Linked DNA regions of Mus musculus: region 1 is linked to region 2. The links are chromatin contacts, called in public promoter capture Hi-C maps. All regions are on one chromosome and are shown on one strand. The core of a region is the stretch at or near the end of the contact, and the rest is flanking DNA. Distances in the headings are between cores, read along the strand shown. Region 1 holds the start of Matn4 (matrilin 4). Region 2 has its middle 19 kb from the start of Ccn5.

Region 1 (3,867 bases), core at 12-2,511, 600 kb before region 2:
TGACAGCCACTGTCAAGTTCTGCTCTAGATCCCAGTAGGCAGCTGTTGTTGGCTGGGGAACAGGACCCTGGCTGAACAATGGCTGAGGTGTCAGCCTTGAGGCCTCCAAGATGTCAAAGAAGCTAAATGGTGGTGGGTTTGGAGGGAGGCATAGGGCTGAAGGCTGTGGAGACCTGGGTCGGGGTAGGGAGCCACCTACCGCTTCTCATTTCCATAGGATTTCTGAGCCACCTTGGCATGCAGGATCCACACAGTCTGCTCACATCTTTGCTGCAGGCATGTGCGCACACCTTCTCTTAGGATGATGGCATGCTCTGGGGGTGACCTAGGAATGGGGGTTGGGCCCACGGGGCCACAGGAAGGAGAGTCAAGGGTTGAGTTGGCACAAAGCCCACCCCTGAAGCTGAGTGAGCTGAAGTTGGAGATGGGGTTGATTTATGTCCTCCAAGGGATCTGGGGGAAGAAGGACTTGGGAAATGAGCTAAATATTTGTGTTCCAAGAACCCTGCACAGACCTCACCAGGATCACCCAGGTGCTACACTGTGTGGGTGGCTTCCCGGCTGTTGTAGTCTGGGGCCAAGTGGAATAGCTGTGTTTAAAACCCTACATTTGGTTCTCAGATGGAGGTGGGCTTTGTGGAAATAGTAATTAAGCTTTCAACTCATAAGGGGAAACAGCCTTTGCCAGCTCCAGGTCCGGAGCACAACCTCAATTCGAGCAGGCACATGCACCGGTGAAAATGTGACCAAGGCTCCAAACTGCATTACCAGGATTGGGGTGGGGGGGAGGCGGCGGATCTGAGTCTTTCTGATGCCCAAACAACACCCTTGGCTTAATGCTACGGGGGTTTTCTTTTCTTTGAGTGTAGCACGGGTCAGCTCTCTGGGGTCTGTTGCTTATCAGTCCGAGAGTTTGACAAATGAGGATGGGTTCTCTCAAAGCCTGCGCAATTAAAAGGAGCACATGAAAAAGAGTCTGTGGTGAGTCTTTATTTGGGAAATGAGCAAGTTGGGCCCTGAAGAGAGCTGGGAACTCCAAGGCTGTCCTTTTGAGTCCTTTTACCTTTACGGCAGGACCAAGTCTCGGCCTTTCATCACTCCAGGAAGGGACAGAGGAGGGCAAGAGTCGGGCGCGTCCTTGGAAGCCCAGGCAGGCCAGGCAGGCGGCGGTCAGGACCGCTCCGCCTCTTGGGGCTCTCCTCTGGGAAGTGTCTCGTGTAGGATTCCAGAGCATTCCGGCTGCCCGGAGTGTCGCCGCCCGACTCCAGCTGTAGCCCAATTCCGGCCCGCAGCTCGCGCCTGCAGCTCCCAGAGCAGCAGGAAAAAGGGGCGCCGTGCTTGCTGGGGCCCGAGTGTTGAGAGGAAGGGGGAGAACGCTCCTGCCAGTGGGAGGGGTCGCAGCCCGCGCTCCCCCTCCCCACCCTCCCGCTCCAGGTTAAATGCAGCTGCCGCTTGGGCTCGCCCTGGCTGTCTGGCATTCCCCACTTAGGGCAACCTGCCCACGCCGCCGCCGTTACCTGGTCCAACTCCCCAGGAGGCTGGGCCCGTCGCTCTGTAGCCGCACCTCTGAGCTGTCCGGCAGGCTCAGGTGAGTCAAAGGGCCCGGGGGCAACGAGGGGTCTGCAGGGAAGCCAGCGTAAAACCCGTAGGGGGACAAGTCTTAACAGCCTACGTGTCCACGTCTAACCTGCAGTACCTTTTCCGATCCCCCTCTGGCAAGGCCAACAAAATGCAGGTCCTCCTTCCCTAATCTCCCTCCACGCCTGGCACCTTCCCAAAGTGTCCTTTCCGGATTAGCTCTTGAACTCAGACCTCTTTGGAGCGCACTTTCCTTGGGAATGCACTTTCCCTATCCTAAGGGCGTCCGAGAAATTTCCTCTTCAATGCAAGGATCCTTATCAGGAGACCTGGGCTCACTCTAATGGGCCACTACTTCAAAGCAAGCCTTTGAACGATGATGACTCTCTTTGCCCTCCCTAGACCGCCCCCCCCCCCCCCGTGGAACAGCGGATTTGGAAAGCTGAAATTGAGAGGGCAGCTGTTTTGACTTTCTAAGAGTCCTGAGGTGCAAGCGACATCAAGTGCGTGTTGACTTAAGCCAAGAGGAGCTTAAGGGAGCCCTTAGTCAAGAGCCAACCCTGAGTTTCAAAGGCCCGGTGGAGCTATACTCAGATGTTTGCCCTGGGGTGCTGGCTCCGCTCTGGCCCACTCTAGAAAAGGCTTGCCTTTCCTCCTACCTCCACCATCAAGCCACTGGCACATCTAGCTAGCTTGTCACCTTACCACCACAGACCCTGCCAGAAGGATTTTTGTTCTTCTACCCTCGCTGGAAAGCCAGAAGGGAGAAGAATCTCGGATAGGAAGCTGGTCTGGAGTCAGAGCCACGCACCGGCCTTGCTCAGAATGGGCTCATTCAAGGAACTGGGGGGTTGAGGGAGGGGCAGCCGTGGGTTAAGGGGCGATGGCCTGCTCTGCCAAGAAACCACAGAAAAATGGATAGAGCAGGCTCAGTGTGCCGTGTGGGGGTGGGGTGGGGAACGGAAGAAAGGCTTAGTGATTCTTAGGTGCAAGGGAACCAGGCTTCTCTGGAGGAAGAGACAGGGGTGGGGTGTAGGGGGGTGAGAGCTAGGTTTAGTTCTGTGCCTGGAGCCCAGCTGGGTAGTCTTATTGGGCAGCACATTTTCCATCCGTACAGTGTGTGTGTTCCCTTAGTGGTTCTCAAGGGACCTAGTTAGGCTACACAGGAAGGAGAGGGCTCACCTGTTGTCTCCCTGGGGTCCATGGCTGCTCATCGAGGCCCAGGCCGCTCTCTTGCTGCCCTCTGGGCACATCTACCGCCACTGACTTCGATACCGTTCACACATCTAAGCCCCGATCCGATCCTCACACTGGATTTATCCTGTCCAAGCCTTATCTTCAAGGTCCCGGGACTCCCAGCGGCCTGTTTGCTCTGGGCAGGGACACCTGCTGGGCAGATGTAGGCTTCCCACGGCAGTAGAAGCCAGACCCAGCAGGCGCCCCCTGGCGGCCTCTCCTAAGAGCAGGCGAGAAACAGACACCGAGGCGTGTCTTGTGCAGGACTCCACTCTCTGGCCTACCACTAAGAACCCAGACCCCAAGAGCTGCTCTTTGGCGTGTGGCACGGGTTTGGGGGAATATGGGGAATGATTTCTGTCCGCAGAAGAAGAGAGTGTGGAGCACCTTAGCTGACTCACACACCAGATAGACAGGACTCTATCTCGGCCGCAGCCACTTTCCTGCTATAAGGCGTTGGGTAGCAGCATTTAATTTCTTAAAGCCTATTTCTGAATAGGGAGAACCGAACCAAAACAGCCTTAAATGTCGGAACTACAAAGAGGGTCAATGCCACAACGGAAAAGCACATTTAGCACTATATCTGGTATTTAGGAAGGGGTTCTTTCGGGGACTGGCAAGATGGCTCAGTGGGTAAAGGTGCTTGCTGTCGGGACTGACCACCGGAGTTCAGTCCTGTTTAATTCTGGGACACACACAGAGGAAGGAGAAAACGGACTTCAGCGAATTGCCCCCTGACCTCCACACGTGTGTGCCATAGTGTGTGAGCACACACCATATACATGTATATATATGTAACACACACACACATATATGGTGTGTATGCTATATAATATATATGATGTGTATGATCTGTAATATATATCATATATATGGTGTGTGTGTATATATATATATACACACATATGTATATAATTTTTTAATACAAGCGTTTATCTCCTTTTGAGTTTTATGTATTTTTATCTACTTCTTATTAACTTAGTGCCCTGTAGTTCTGTAAAATGCCATTTTTTACAAAGGCTCCTCTGTGAGTTTCAGCAATCCCAGTGTGGT
Region 2 (3,754 bases), core at 981-3,480:
CATCACAATGGTGCATGGACCCTCCTCTGTACAGTTTCCTCTCCTCTCTACAGTTTCCAGAAGGAAGGAAGGTAGCCTTTGCTCTCATAGGCTGATCCATGGAGCCATAAAGGAGTCCCCCCACCCGCCCTAGGCTTGTGGCCTGACAATAGGCAGCAGTTTTAAAGCTATAGTAGGGTGCTAACCTAGCCAGAGTTGCTCAGATCTCTCTGAAACACCCATCCTGTCACCACAAACACCAGAATAAGTAGTGTCCAGGAAAGGCAGCATGGGACATTTTTGATACTACCGGTCACCAACGCACTGTGAAAGATGACACAGGGAAGGTTGGTGATGTGGAAGGGAAAAGAATTAACCAGGACACGAGACACGAGGGAGATTCTTACTGGAGGACACTGCAGAAGAGGGTAGGCCAGGTCGGGGAAAGCATCACACTGTGGAGATTCCTAGAGCAACAAGTTACTGTTCTTACTGGGAGAAGCCCCGTACCTGAGGGTCCAGGTGAGCACCTCACACCCTTGTTTAATAGTGGATTTCACAGCAGGGGTTGTTTTCTTGAGACCTGCTATTTGAGTAAGGAGCCATGGGTCATTAGAAATCAAGTCTGGGAAGTCAATAAAGAACTTGCTCAGTCACTAGAGTGCTCTCTGCCTGCTTTGGAGGGACTTAGCTTACACCCCTGTATCTTAGATTTAAAAGGCTGGCTAAGGTGGTATAGCCCTACAATCTCAGGACTAGGGGAGGAGACCAGAGGATCCTTGGGACCTACTAGCCAGCCGGCCTATAACCAAATGTGCAAACCTCAGGTCTCAGTAAGACCTGTCTCAGAAACCAAGGTGGATAGCTCCCAAGGATTGACACTTGGAGTTCACATGCACGTGCGCACACACACCACACCCATACACACACACACACACACACACACACACACACACACACACACACACGAACACATGACCGACTGTACATATGTGCATCTGCTCACACAGGAACACATACATGCATGCACACCTAAGCTAAAAATAAAAGCTCTTAAGATTTGTTTTATTTTTATTTATCTGTGTGTATGACTGTGTGAGCAGATGCACACATGTCAGTAGGCACCCACAGAGGCCAGAGGAGGACATTAGCTCATCTAGAGACAAGAGTTATGGGGGTGGGGAGTGCGCTGGAGAGATGGCTCAGTGGTTAAGAGCACTGACTGCTCTTCTGAAGGTCCTGAGTTCAAATCCCAGCAACCACATGGTGGCTCACAGCCATTTGTACAGCTACAGTGTACTCATATATAAAATAAATAAATCTTTAAAAAAAAAAAGTTACAGGGGGTTGTGAGCCATCTGACATGGGTCCTGAGAACCAAACTTGAGTCTTCTGCAAAAACAGCAAGCAAGTGCTCCTACCTGCTGAGCCATCTCTCCAGTCCAAATTAATTTTCTTTGAAAGCATTTAAAGGTGGCTCTAGGTGCCCACCACCAAGCTTCACTGTCTTCAGCTCCTGTGACCCAATTCTTAAAAGAGAAAACCAACCATGGCATGAGCCCCGATAAATAAAATAAAATAAATTAATTTAAATGTAATTTAAAAATTAAAAAGAACTCAGCAGCTCTTATGTTAAGTTATTACAGGTCAAGCTCCAAATGGCTGTGGCTTTATTATTAAGCATAGAGTTCTGAGTGTAGTTTTGGCCTTTTGTCTTTATGGTAAGCACCCCAGTGTACCCCAAGCATTGATGTTTGGATGTCACCAAGCAGTGGGTGGCACTCAGATCCTGTCCCCCTGCCCTCCTGCCCTGCACCTCCAAGCTTTGATCTGCCCTGGCTTTGTACACTCCCAGGCACAGCGTTCTTTCTCAAATCCCGTGCACCAGACAAAAGCCAGCCCTGACATGGTAGGTCCTCATCCCAACTGCCCACTCTGGCCAACACATCACAAAGCTGTTCTAAGCCTTGATTGTCCTTCCTGGACAGTGGGCACAGAGCGCAGATGCCACAGCTCTGAGGAGGTACAGGGCATGTGTTCTGTGAACACATTTCACAGGCCCCTGCCCAGGGTCTGATCAAAGCTCTTGCCTGTTCTTATTTTATGACTTTGGAAATGTCTTTGAGCTAAGGATCTAGGGCTTTTGAACAGCGGCATACCGGTTCCAGGCTCACAGAAGAGCTGGCGTGTGAGTTTCTGTGTGACAGCTCAGCTCTGTGCCACGGATGTGGGAAGGGCTCAATCACGTTACTGTGGTTTTGAGCAGTCTCCATGTTAACCAAGATGTGGGAATGTTAACATATGGCTGTGATCAGTCCTCAGACCCATGTCCCTGAAACACAAAGGAACACCAGACCTGCTTCTAGGGACAGGAGGCTGCTCTTTCTTCTTGCTCCATGGTGACTTTCTAGATTCCACCTCTGAAGCCTTTTTCCTTACTTCCAAGTAAAAGCCAGTGAGACATGAGTGTGTCTCAGGTTTCCCCATCCAGCCCATTCCCTCTGGCTTTGCAGCTCTGGGCAGACGTATCACCCTCTCTGAACCTCCTTAATAGCTAGCAGCAGAGCTGGAGGCTCTGTTCCTAAGAACTGGGATGCTTCTGACATTCACAGACTCTTCTTCATAGCATCAGTGGCCCAGAAGAGAGGGTGTGGCTCACCCAAGGACTCAGGGTCAGGGCCCCTGCTCCGTGTGGAATTTGGATTTTGTTGCCCAGAACAGCCTCTCCTGGTGCCTGGAATCCCACCAGGAATGATTCACGCCTCTGGGAAGCCACTGGCCTCTCACCCACTAAGCAATAACAATAACAGTCCCCCACTGTGGTGGTGGCTTCTTTGCTGAGAACTTTCACACTGCGGTCTCAGTTGGCCTTGGCACACTGCCCAGGGTAGGCAGGAAGATGAGAACAGCTGGTGTCAGGTCAGGAACTTACCTACCTACTCAAAGCTGCATAGCAAGCTAGAACCCAAGCCTGGTGGCCTGGACTCCACTTGCTTCTTGGGCATTGCCCTACACACACACACACACACACACACACACACACACACACACACACACACACATAGACACACACACAGAGACAGACAGACAGACAAACACACACACACACACACAGAGACAGGCACACAGACAGACACACACACACACACACATACACACACACACACACACAGACAGACACACAGACAGACAGACACACAGAGACACACACAGAGACAGACAGACAGACAGACAGACAGACACACACACACACACACACTGATTTCAAATGTTTTTTTTAAAACTATATACAACAGCTAAGCCACAGAAACTACCCAAATGCCCAGTGGCCATTGAATGGATAATCGAAATGTAGTATGTCTGTACAACGGAACATTACTCTGTCTTGAAAAGTAGGGAAATTCTGACTAGTGCTACAACATTCTGCTAAGTGAAATAAATTAGTCACATACAAAAGACCCCCAAACACTGGATGAGTGCAGTTAAAAGAAGTATTTAAAGGAGCCCAGTTCACAAAGATCAAAAACACAGTTGCCAGGCCCTCGTTGAGGACAGAGGGATGGTTGTTATTTGATGGATACAAAGTTTCAGTTTTGTAGGGGGAGGAGTCCTGTGGGTGGATGATGGGGGGGGGGCTGCACACAAGGTACTCAATGCCACTGAACTGTGCTTTTAAAAATGTTAAGATGAGTTGGGATATAGTTCAGGGCATAGCACACTCTCCCCGTGGGTGAGGCCCTGAGTTCAACTCCTGAAAACTCAGAAAGTCAAGCCA

What was found. Promoter capture Hi-C pulls out the DNA fragments that hold promoters and counts their contacts.
Region 1: a contact with region 2 is called in a promoter capture Hi-C map of the 3T3-L1 cell line, with 4 times the contacts expected there. The contact joins the promoter of Matn4 here to the enhancer-like site in region 2. A contact is called at or near these places in 4 of 39 promoter capture datasets (the 3T3-L1 cell line, 3T3-L1-derived adipocytes, the HPC-7 cell line and 1 more) and 1 of 9 other capture datasets (embryonic stem cells).

The regions. Positions count from the first base shown.
Region 1 is chr2:164,402,212-164,406,078 of GRCm38.p6, reverse strand. It overlaps Matn4 (matrilin 4), which reads left to right and starts at 1,261. Exons shown (of 11, transcript NM_013592.4): 1 at 1,261-1,588. Rbpjl (recombination signal binding protein for immunoglobulin kappa J region-like) reads right to left here and starts at 2,885. Exons shown (of 12, transcript NM_009036.1): 1 at 2,761-2,885; 2 at 1,518-1,620; 3 at 200-325. The coding sequence starts at 2,782.
Region 2 is chr2:163,800,062-163,803,815 of GRCm38.p6, reverse strand. No RefSeq gene overlaps it. Among named protein-coding and RNA genes, the nearest start is that of Ccn5, 19 kb to the left of the region's middle. Within about 2 kb of position 2,230, at least 85 of the 459 cell types and tissues checked have an H3K27ac peak or open chromatin away from gene starts, as enhancers often do.